Linked DNA regions of Gasterosteus aculeatus: region 2 is linked to region 1. The links are chromatin contacts, called in public Hi-C maps. All regions are on one chromosome and are shown on one strand. The core of a region is the stretch at or near the end of the contact, and the rest is flanking DNA. Distances in the headings are between cores, read along the strand shown.

Region 1 (6,037 bases), core at 1,289-3,788:
CCAGTGGTCAATGCCGTCTCCTACATGCTTTCGGCTGAAGCAACACTATTAGCATTGTGTTTACTGACGATAAACACAGTACGTTAGTACGTTGAAATAGATGATGATGTTGATGATTCATCATCTGGTTTATTTCAACAAAGCCATTTTGGGTGCAGTGGAAAATTGAAAAGTGAACATTTAAGTGATTTGGGCCGGTGAACCAACTAAAGTGAGATATAAAAAAATGACTCAATTTGGTTAGATTAAAAAAACAAAACAGTTTTAAACAGAAAAAAGCCCAAAACAAAAAGCTAATGGTTCATATCATTTTTAAAGGTCCCATTTGTGAGCAACATCTGGCCCATGACATTCACTTACTATGATGCATGCGGTTGAAGTTAAACTGGTGATTATAGGTGTTAAAAAGGCATTCGGGTTCAGGTTAAATTTGCTTAAAGTGCTTTTAAAGCAATTTCCAAAACGCGCAGCAAATGAGTGCGAAAAAAAAAAAGGGGGGAGTTCAGGCAGCTGTGACCTTGGAGCCAAACTGCGAGCGGCCGACTTGACTTTGTGGGTTGGAAGAAAAGCCTTTATTTATAGATGAGCTGTGTGTCGATCAAACGCCGTCGAGAGGAAAACGGCAGCCGCCAGAGAAGAGCAGGAGGAGGAGGAGGAAGAGCAGGAGGAGGAAGAGGAGGAGGAGGAAGAAGAGTGTCTGAGTGCCTGTGAGCGAGCGAGTGTTGCTTTTTGAAGAACTAATACAGTGGTGTGCCTCAATCTCACTTAATTCCATTGAAAGGAAATTGATTTGGGGGTTAGGGGTGTGGGGGGAGGGAGGGGGGGTCGCTCTCTTTCTCTCTTCATTACAGTTGTGATGAAGTCTTGTATCATGCTGCAGCGTGCAGCTGTTGCTCTATGATATACAATATTAAGGGACAACTTTAATGATGTCTGCAGGGGAAGTTGCTCAACGCAGCAACAAGTGGCAGGAAAGAACGCAACATAAATATTGAAATAGAATATGAATAGGGGTTACAGAGTAGCAGGGTTATGCAGTGTACGTGCAACTATCCGTCAAGGCAAACGTTGCATATTGCACATTTATTGTTGTGTATTAAATATTGAATCCAAATTCCATCAACAAGCCTATGGAACCCCAACCTTCAGTATCTATTCGTGGTCCATACCGCCAGCAGAGGTTTCACTTAACAGAGGGATTTTCTAAAATGTTGACAGGATCCAAAATAGTGCATCATTCATATTTCAGTGAATTACATGGCAGGACCTGATGAATATAAAACGTGGATATCACCCTTAAAAGTGCCTCTTTTTAGAACGTTTTTCCTGCTTTTTTTTTTTTTACATGCCTTTATTGCTACTGTGGCTCATGTGCTGGTTTCATGTTTTATTCAGGGGAGGATCCTACTGTGTCGGTCTCTATACTTTAGTCATACTGAAATGAACCTTGAGACCAAAGAGTGTTTCATATAAAGCTCTTCTGTGCGTTACCATTACGATGCGTCTCCATTATTTATAAAGTTACTCCCTAAGCTCGCCGTACAAGCCGGTTTGAACTGCCGAGTCCAATTACACAAACGGGAACGTGCACACAACAACGCGTGCTCGGGAAAATATTGGAAATATTTTGTCTTTCAATTCCCATCTTTGTCTTTTACACACCGGGGAGCTCCACTTATCACGATATCAGCGGGCAGCTTGTAGCTTTACTCACAGTGCAGTGTGCACGCTCGGGCAGATGAGAGGAGCTTCGTGTATTCGTCGCTTGCACGGGGAAATCAAAGGCAGCGGAGAAACTCGGCGAAGCTCAAAAGCTCCTCAGACGGAAAGGGAGAGGAGAGAAAAACAAGTGCTTTCAGTGCCAGGACTGTTAACAACCACCTGTATGCGCCCGCCTGTGGTTTCTAAAATAGCGCACACAAAAGAGCCGGTACCCAGGAGGAATTACCAACTAATCCTAAAATGATCTTTGGAAAAATGAAGGCTTTGGATAATATCCACTCAAAGCATGCAGACGTGTCACTCTCATGTAGATTCATTAGCCTTCGCCACGTGCGACCACAAATTCAGACTGAAATCCAAAATACTGCCAAATTCCAACGGGCTGAACTGAGTATTCTCCCTCGCTAGGATCAAATTGGGATTCAGTGAAGGCAGAAATGAAATCATTACTAAAAGGCCGTCATCTTAAGCCTCCATCTCGGGGGAGAAGTGAGAAGCCTGCTGCCCCAGATTGCCTAAAAATGCAGATAAGAAACGATCCCGCACCAGAAATTGGTCCTGCAGGACTATTCCATGGGAGAGATTAGTGGAAGATAATCATATAATTGCGACGACACCACCGACGGCAGCGAAACGACCACATAAAGTCGCCTCTGACTAAAGAACAGGCGCTTGAGATGAGTGGGAATAAAAGCGCTTGTGCGGCATGTGGCCAGCAGGGGGCGCTCCTCTGTCTACACACACACACACACACACACTGGTTCCCACTGGAGAGCCACAGCAACATGGGAGAAGCCCTCGTACGACCTTCCTGTCACACACAAAACAAAGCCTCTCACGTGGTGTATGGTGAGACGCCGCCGAGACGGTTAATGGCTGAGAATGGAGATCAGAAAGCAGTTTCGGGGGGTCAGGTGTTTGTCACCGAGCCCCCGGGTCACCGGGGGGGGCGGGGCGGTAAATGCTGTGCCGCCGATGTGCCGTTACAGTACAGGCACAGTCCGAGGCGTAAAGTCTCATTCAATTCAGATTCAGCAGCACAACGGCCCCTCAGAACAAGTGGAGGAGCATCCAATCAGCCGCTAAACGGGATCGACTCGGTCGGTTTGTGTGAATAAGGCATATTATTGATATCTTTGGAAGCACAAAAGATTCTTTTACTTTAAAGACGGGAAAGCAAAGTGTGTTGTTGACATCTTCTTCCCACGGTGTCTTCTTTATCTCCTTATTCTGCCAGCGCGTGTCTGCACCGCCGTCTCTATCTTTAGCTCCTCTTCCTCCTTTCCTCCCTTCCTCTAACCCCTCCGTCTCCGTCTCCAGGCCATATTTCTCCGTGGACAGAGCCCAGGAAATGAGCGCGTGGTGTGGGAGGGAGAGACCCGGACCTGCTGCTATAAATCCAACACTTTTTTCTTTTGGTGGTGGTGAGGGGGTGGGGGGGGCTTCTCCCACCTTGACCCCATTCCCGGCTCAGTACATCTGGCCTGCAAACAAGCAGACTGAAACACACACACTGTCGACAGTCTGCGACACACACCAGACACAAACACAACCTTCTGCTCACACACACACACACACACACACACACACACACATTCATTCGGGACGGCGCTCAGAAACGGAGCCAGCGTCTCTAACGCTGCACATGTGACCGAGCGACGCCACAATGGGCCGATCTGTCCGTGGAGACAACGAACCCTCGTCAAATTTCATTAAATGAGAAGGAAATCGTGGAACACCGATCATGAGTTGTTGACAGAAATGAACGTTGCGCATTCTTAAGTCGCTAATTCGATCATTGACACTCAACACTGAGGCCTCAGAGAGACTAACAGTCTCAAGTTAAACTGCTCACACCGCCACCTGTTTTAACGCCGTCTTGCCATTTTTTTTCTTTTTTTTTGGCGTCCAAAATGTTAAGTAAAGACGACAAGAATGTCATATGGATGACAAGAAGATTTCATTCCTAGTAGAACACCCTTCAAACGAAGAAGTCTTGAAAGAGAGGAAGAGACCTAATCTGCCTTAATCCACGAAAGGAACATCAACCGGAGCCTTTTTTTAAATCATGACGATTCCTTCATGGAACTTTGTCGATACACAAACACACCAGTTATCACTGGACAACGGACACCTCTGTCAGACAATTTAGTTCATGTTTATATGTATATTTTCCTACATGGTTTAAAAGATAACCGCCTAACCCTAATCAACTCATATTCAGTGACTGTCTTTTTGTGGTTGTAAAGCAACTTATTTATTACTTACTTATTATTATTTAAGTCAAACTGGCCACCAGTTATATTAATGGCTGCACCTCGAATGAAAGTAAAGCCTTTTTCTTCACATGTACTCCAATGGATGTTCAGATAAAAATACTCTGCGTGCCGTTATTGGTAAAGGAACAAAGGCTGCGGTCTTCACCGAGCTGCATTTTGGAATGTTCAAAAGACGGACTTTCTCCACTTTTCTCTGTCCCACCCTGTATAAGATGCCTGGCCTTTAACCTGACCCCGGCCCTCAGCCAGGGCGGTGGGGGGAGCTGGTTGCTTGCAGTGGTGGGGGTTAAAGTGTAATCCTGGTCCTGTGACCACAAAGGCTCGGGCCCCTAAGGGCCAAGGACCAGCCACATTTTCTGAATTGCAATGTTATCCCTCTGCAAACCCCTCGGACTGACTACATATCAAAGGATTACATTTGCGGGGCTCTTCTCTGCTCTGGAGTTCAACAAAGTGCCCACAAAGTCTTCCCTTAATCGCTTCATTTTTTACTTTTTGGGATTGGGCGGGAGGAGGAGGAGATACAACAAATAATACGAACTTTCTAAAAGTCCAGTTTGAGAACTTTTGAACATCTCCAGAAGGAGCACCAGGAGCCTTGCTTTCATTACACCGTGGCCTCGGTCCAACCAGTCTCACATCAATCTATTAACAAGAGTAATTGCTACATAGCGTCATTACAACCAACACATATTTTAAACCATTGAGATGCTGATATCTGGCTGGTGGTGCACCGCTAATTGCTTGCGTAAGTAATCCATTAAGGAGTGTTTCTACAACAGCTTGCACGGCCCATTATCATTAGTTTCATTCTGAGGAAACCTTAACAAACCCCCTTTAACGGCATCGCAGCGTGGCCCCGAGCGCCTCTCTGCATTTAAACGTAAAGAATTTGCTTCTTTTTTTGTTTTTGTTTTGTTTTTAAAAGAAGGAGCAACTTCAGAAGACAGGGAGAACTGAACCGAAAGAGAGAAAGGGTTTAATTGACGCCTCCCCCATTTTCCCATGGTGAAGACAAGAGGGAGGAGGGAGCGGGGGAGAGGAGGGGCATGGGGGTGGGGTGGGGTGGGTGTGTGTGACACCACCCTCCTGGTGTTGCGACTGTACAAAAGGAAGCAGATTTGCAGAGGAGGTGACCCCTAACCTCTAAAGCTGCAGAAAGGGTCCTTGGTGGGCCCAGCACCACCCAATCAATCACCTCCCAGAGCCTGCTGGTCAGCCGGACTGTAAGGGGACACCGCAGTCCGGCCAGTCCGGACCCTCCCCCAAACATTCCTTGGTGAGACTTTAAGAGGGGGGGGGGGGGTGAGAAATGAAAAGCCGAGCTCGTGAAGATTTTTAAGTAGAATATATACTTGTTTTGTTCAGCCAAACTCCTCCAGTTAATCCTCTTTCGGCCAAATAACATTTTGGTGTCAGGATTCTGGCTCCGCTAATCTGGTCAGTAAACAGAAGCGCCAAAGATGCTTCAACGCGTTCACCGGGCCGACCCGCAGCCTCGCCTCATCGCTTTCACAGATTTTTCAAAAATGCTCAAAGTATTTGCAATGATCCCTGAAACATGACAAATTCTAATGGAAAAAAACTCACTGCTGTGTGCTCTGAACATGCTCAACTCCCAGTGAGGTATAAGCGAGACCTTTTAAATAAATATAACCAAATATTATAATGGAGTAGTTTTGGCATGCGCCTCACTATCTCACAGTGCTTTGCTGAAGACCTGTAATTTTCTCACAAAATAATACTGTTGCTCCATATCTGTTTAAAGATGGCCAAGGTCAGCGAACAGATGGCGGCTGACTGGCGAGTGTGCGGCTGACACCTGGGAGACTTTTGGCTTGTTTGCTTGTGAATAAATACATAATTAAATGCTAAATTAATTTTCAAGAGACTATTTAAACATTAAGAGCGGGGGGAGCAGGACTGAATGGTAGCAAGGTGCACAGTGATCAGTGACCTGTTTACTGGTATTAATGAAGTGTTTTTAATGCTCTTAAATGAGCCTCTGTATTGTGTTCATCTTTTATTGAGCCTTT
Region 2 (6,430 bases), core at 624-3,123, 47 kb after region 1:
GAGCGTGTGAGATCACACGTATAAAGTATTTCTGTTAAAGCCCATCTCTGAGACAAACACCAGCGCCGCTGCACCCTCTTCCTCCCGCCTCTCCTTCGGATCAAAAGATCCTGCCATCTGAAAATAGCACGTCAACATGTCTCTTTCGTCTTGTTGTTACTTTCTATCCCCCCCCCCACCCACCCTCGCCTCGTTCTCGACTATGTTGCCGGTTTGTTAGATTCCTGTTTTTGCCTCCGCTCTTGCTTTCTTGATCTGCGAGAGGTTACATCGCATCGAGTGTGTGTGTGTGTGTGTGTGTGTGTGTGTGTGTGTGTGTGTGTGTGTGTGTGTGTGTGTGTGTGTGTGTGTGTGTGTGTGTGTGTGTGTGTGTGTGTGTGTGTGTGTGTGTGTGTGTGTGTGTGTGTGTGCGTGCGCGCGCGGTAGCACAGCTTTGGTGGTCTATAAAAAGCAGCCAGACAAAGTCTCCTCTCTCTCCTCATGCATTATGCATCGGCATCACCTTCCATCAAGTGACAGAAAAACCTCAAAGACGTCTAACTTTAGCTCCCATTCGCAAAGCCAAACAGAGGAGGAGACGTGTTATTTTGACTGCCACAGTCGAGCTAAGCACCTGTTACATCGATAAAAGCTGCGCTTCGACAACAACAACCTGTGCGACGGCGCAGCTCTCACAAAATAAAGAGAGCTGGGTTGAATGCAGACAGAAGCCAGAGTGCACAAAGAGTTGAAACGGGATCAGATGACATTGGATCCAACTTTGACCTTGAGAAGTTTGGGCGCTTTGCCGTGGCGTTTAATCGCAAACGCAGAATCCAAAAGCCTCAGGATGGGAAAAACGCCTCAAAAATATTTTTTCGCAACACTGGCTGAGTTGGTGTGAAAACAATTACAAGACGATTTGGGAATTTCCTGATTAATTACTTTACATTTTTAAAGTGTAAATTAGGCCGAACGGGGGGTTTATCGCATGTCACCGTCACACAGACGAGGAAGGGTTAATTCTTCTAAAACCCCCCACGCGTCACCTCTCTCTCTCTGTGGGTCACGGCGACCGGTGAATGACCGTGTCAATTGTAGTCAAGGCCTTTCATGGTACTGGTATCCCAACTCACAGCGTCACCTACTTTAGCTTCCCCATCTCCTCATGGATCATTTAGGAAAAAGCGAATAAACCGGATCATGACAGACCGAGCGATTCATACGCAGTGACTTCCCAGTGACATTTGAAAGAGCTACAGAAAGAGACGTGTGTGTTCAAGTGAGTACAACGATCAAAAACAAGCAGGCTCAGTATGCACATCTATCTTTATACACATATGCAGAAGTGCAGGACCGTCACATGGGATTGCTCAACAGTTCTGACTACAGCTGCTGATCTCAGGAGATACTGGCAGCATTTCATCGAGTGTCCCAACTTCACAACGCCGCTCGGTGCAAAACACGCTTGTTTACCTGGAAACAGAAGACGCACCACGTGACCCGGAGCGGAGCGGTTGACACTGCAGTTATTTTGGGGATTTGGACACACGGCTCCTCAAGCTATTACGCAATGCCTCCGGCCATTGATTTACTGTACTCCCCCCGCAAAAAACGCCGTTACCATCGCACTCTCAGAGGACAAGAGAGCGTGTCTGAGAGAGAGTGTGTGTGTCAAGACAACGCGGATTCGATTATTAGCGGTTTATGACTGTGTGCACGCAGGAGGGAAAGAAAAAGGAAAAAGAAAGGGGAAAAAAAACATTGCAGGGGCTTATTGACACCAGAGACGGCCGCGGGCAGCTTGTTTTGACGCGTCTGACCTCGGTACTGTGTGTGTGTGTGTGTGTGCGAGTGTGCGTTTGTGCGCGGGAGCCTGGGGAGGTTCAGGTGGCGGCGGCGGTGGCGCTGGGCCATCTGCGCTGTCATTGGACGCACGTCCGCCTTCCAAGAGTCGCACAGCGGCACCGGCGGGCGTCCCAAACGGCCCCAGCCGGAGCTCCGCGGGGCCGCAGTAAACAAGCAGCTCTCATCCCAAAGAGGCCGCGTGATGCTCTGCTATGTTCTTGTACGCAATAGAGCACCACGCCACCGGTGGTTTGGTTGGCTTTGGCTTTTTTTGTTTTTGTCCCTGGCCACAGTACACAGAGGGTTATGTAACGTGGATCTGGTCTTTTCTTTACAGCTGCAAAGACTTGATACTTTTAAAAACAGATAATTCATGTTATTTACCGAATTGTTAAATCGAGTATCAAAAGTAAACGTGTCGTCCCAGTCAATTACGTAAACAACATCCATTCTGGGAGCCACAAATCCCCCGAAATGTTCCTTCCATGAAACCAAAATAAAGTCTTACTCTTATGGGAAACAAACTGTATTAAACATGTCTTACACGGTGAGCTAACTCAAAGGAAGCAGAGAGATAATGAAGCGTGACAATTGCTCCTATTTCTGGCGGTCCCCTGATATTCCCCGGAGGTTCCTAAACCTGACTTTTTGGATTCATCGGCGTACGTTATGTAACCGCAGCTCGCTCTGTTCTTATTTATACCCGACGTCGCTCTTCTTCGCATCCCATGCGTCATCGCATGTGACCCGAAGTGTGTCGTTAACCATGGATAAACATATTGCCTCTGGATGCCACATCCTATATTAGCACATTCATCTCTGCACAGCACACTATTACAGAGGGGGGAGTGGTCGGGGGGGGGGGGGGGTGGGGGGGTGGAGAACTTCCGCGAGTGTGTATGACAGCTGAAACAGCAGCCGGCGAATGGAGTGGGCGGTTCGTGCCAAGAACCTCCGTCAGTTTGAATCAGAGCTTTTGCCCGCACAGAGGAGGGTCGTGTGAGGAGTTCATGTGCGCGTGAAATCCATCTGATAACACACACACACACACACACACACACACACTGATTCCACCAGTGCGGTTCGGTGCTGCGCGGTGGCAGCCCGGTTAATGATGTTGGCGTAAATCGGAAAGCAGACGAGCGGATTGATTACTTATGCGTCTGGTGCAACTGTGCAATTCCAAAATTCAAATGCGAGGGGTTTTAATGCCGGCAGGCAGTAAATTTAAGATCAATTTAAAAGCACCGCTGTGACAACCGGCCTTTTTTTTTTTTTTTTTTCTAAAGTTGTTAAAAGATAAATGGGCAGAATAAGAAAAAGAGGCGCAGCAGGTGAATGATAAGTGCCAGGTGTTTCTGGGTTTAGTCAAGGAACAGGATCATTCTCTTGAAGAACAATTCATTCTGTACAGGAACTAGGGCGAAGAAAGGCAATTTGAAAACAGCATTTAACATGGTAATTCTTTCTTAAGTGGAGAGAGCGAAAGCAAAAAGACATTTTCATGCTTGGGTCAATTTTGCTTGTTGCACGTTTTCTTTCTACCAGTCTTCGGGAAACATGTAAAAGTTCTCCTAAATTCACTAACGGTATTTTTGGTGAAAAATAAAGAATCCCTCTGTTAAAACCATTGACTTGAATACGTCAAAGATATTTTTCCACCTGGATTCACCAATGTTCCGATTTATGTTGCGGAAATGTTTGCCAATTGACAAGATAATGGCCCACCCACTGCAGGTCAACGTACAATTTTAGGTCAAATAAAATGAATGCAAGTAATCCCTTGAGAAAGTTTCATGTTCGTATCATGTAGTCAGGCGTTTAACCCCAATTCAAACCTGGATTGATTTTAACACAGAAGGAGGATATTGCATTGAGTCAGTGTGCCTGCAACGCATATGGAGCGATAGAAAGGAGCTCCAACAAGAAGCCAGGGAGGGAGGGGGAATATACTGGAGGGAGGGAAGGGATAAAATATGTGCTGACAGCTTTTTGGCCGGAGGGCTGGAACACTGAAATAGTAGCGTCTGGGTGTCACGCCGGGGTCGCTCCCTTCACTCGAGAGCAGACTTTACCCGACCCCGGCTGGGGAAACATCACACACCACTACAGGCCGACTGATAACGTAGTATCTGACGGATAACGTGCAGACTTGTCCAAATGTGACACTAATGCATCTGGGGATGTGTCGACACGTGTACGGGAAGCCCCCCCCAATAGAACAAAATCATATGTTCCCTTTGCGTCGAGCAGGAATTGTTTATTTAAGAAGAACATAGTGTAAAAAGAACGGGCGGAGCTGCTGCCTTTCAGCTCTTACGTAATGCAATGTTTTTCGGAAACAGCTTGTAAGTAATAACGTGGGATTATGTAATAATGTCGGAAAAGGGTTATGCAGCAGTCTGCAGCAATGACGTTGTGGTGATTTGGGCTGGCTGTGAGAGAGGGCGGGGGGAAGGGGGGGGGGTGTACCTTTTCCTTACAACTGGTTAGAGTCAGCATAAGTGAAAGAGTCGATACGCTCGTGCATGCAAATACCGTCATAGAATTAGTCCTGCTCAAAGTGTGCACATTGGCCCGAGCACAAGGTGTTCTCCAGATCACTAAAGTCCCCCGACTTCCTGGAATAAAAGGTACAGAGAACACGGCCTCGGTGTACCTGCAGGACTACAGGACACCATTTGCAATGTGAAAGGGAGGCTGGAAAAAGACTAAATAACAAAACGCTCTTGAAAACACATTGCAAATGCCGTTTTCAGTCGTCTGTCATGTTAGTCGGAAAACAACCCCAGTACCTCTTGGACAGCAGAGTCATGGAGACGACTGGAACAGGAAATACTTGGATGATATTATTGTTTATGTGCTCATTTAAGTCCAAACTGTGGCTTTAAGAGTTACGACACACACACACACACACACACACACACAAACACACACCATCTGACCACTTCTTTCACAAAGAAAACGATCCCTTTCTCTTACAGAACAGCAAATCAAACAGCTGCTCTGAAAATGTCCCAACCCACTTGAACAGAGCGGGCATCTTAGCGTGTCTCATGGTTGGTTAAGTATTTGCCAGCTGGGGTTGCTTTTCTCGGTGCCTGTGTGTGCGTGCGTGTGTGTGTTTTTGGCCTGCTCGCCATCAAAAAGCACAGTTGAGGTGCTGAATCAATCACACATGTAGATGGAATCCAATAAGCAGGCAGCGAGACTGCAGCTGGGGCCAACGGGAGACAAGGGACAGAGCAGCGATGCCCGCGTTGGCAGAGCTCGCCCGCCCGCCCCGTCTCAGCAGATGCCGCGTTACAGGGCGGGTAATTAATAGCCCTGTGGGGCTCGGGTGAGAATCGCCAAGGCACCCTCTTGAGCACACACACAAAATAATAATGTCTCCATTTGCCCCCCGGAGCAGCTTTGCGCCAACTAGCCTTCACCTCATTATGCCAATCAAATGGACCAGGGGGTGGAGGGGGGGGGGCAGGGGGGGGGAACAAGCTGTCCTTTCTCATTTGGCCACACTCACTTCCCACAGTCCACGTGTCCATTACAGGGAAAAGATTTGATCTTAATAACAACGTCGCCACTCTGAGCTGTCAGCAAGTGGCCGAAGCGCCGAGCTTTCTCGCGGGCCGGTTCTACCTTGGTTTGGTAACGAGCCACACTCACCGCCACTCCGCTCCCAAGAAGCTAAAAATGTCGGATTCATCGGCTGCCAGTGCGGAGCCACACACCCTGAGCTGCAGCTGGGTTTTCACAGTTCGCTCGCGTTTTTTTTTTTTCTTCCTCCCTCTAAACTGTGAAGGGTAAACTATTTACAGTCTTGGTGCCAGAAAACTACTCTAAAATAACAGGAATTTAAGTGGAAACTATTTCACAACTGAAACTCATTTTTACTTTAAGCGCAAACGTGTCTGCGTTATTTTCGGGAAAAAAAATATGTCCTGATGACACAGAGCTGGTGACCTTCCGTTCAGCTGATCAAACCTACATCTTCCTCCTCACGGCCCCAAATCATCAGGCCTCATGCAGGAACTCCTCCTCAAACATGTTTGAATATGGCACCTCTTTATTTAGGAGAACTTGCAGCGATTTTCTCATATTTTTGACATTTGCTTTCTCGAATACGACAACAGAAAGTTAGCCAGCTGCACGATGCGAGACTGGGGGGCATTTTCCACTAACGGCTCTTACTGCGGCTAAGGCGAGCTGGTGGCTAAGAACTAAATGCCACAGAGCCAACAATGGCACAGTGGGAAAGAGAGAGACTTTTTTGTTGTTTGTTATTTTTTTTGTCAAAAAAAAAGGAAAATGCAGCATGAGGTTTAATGAATGAGACTTAACATTTTCCAGTTTCATCTGTTTCCATTGAAAACGGCGGTCTCAGTAAATGTGATACGCCGTGGCTTAACAGTAATGACCCGTAATGTTTCTTATAATTGCATGTCTGACTTTCTCCCCTCAATGGCCGGTGGTACAACAATGAATCACCACGCAGCTATTGCACACTTTGACATTGGCTATACTCTTGCTCCTTATCTGACTCTCAAGACTTAATTACTTTCATTTTCATTTATTGTATTTGTACAATCGGCTGGCGTGGCTG

What was found. A called contact is a pair of places that touch in the nucleus more often than the background predicts.
Region 2: a Hi-C map of skeletal muscle shows a contact between it and region 1, with 2.4 times the contacts expected there. The contact joins two enhancer-like sites. A contact is called at or near these places in 2 of 6 Hi-C or Micro-C datasets (both in skeletal muscle).

What each region holds. Positions count from the first base shown.
Region 1 is chr7:28,080,608-28,086,644 of fGasAcu3.hap1.1, forward strand. The region is part of intron 4 of zbtb16a (zinc finger and BTB domain containing 16a); the gene reads right to left. Among protein-coding and RNA genes, the nearest start is that of htr3a, 41 kb to the left of the region's middle. Within about 2 kb of position 2,539, at least 4 of the 9 cell types and tissues checked have open chromatin away from gene starts, as enhancers often do.
Region 2 is chr7:28,127,943-28,134,372 of fGasAcu3.hap1.1, forward strand. The region is part of intron 2 of zbtb16a (zinc finger and BTB domain containing 16a); the gene reads right to left. Among protein-coding and RNA genes, the nearest start is that of zbtb16a, 34 kb to the right of the region's middle. Within about 2 kb of position 1,874, at least 7 of the 9 cell types and tissues checked have open chromatin away from gene starts, as enhancers often do.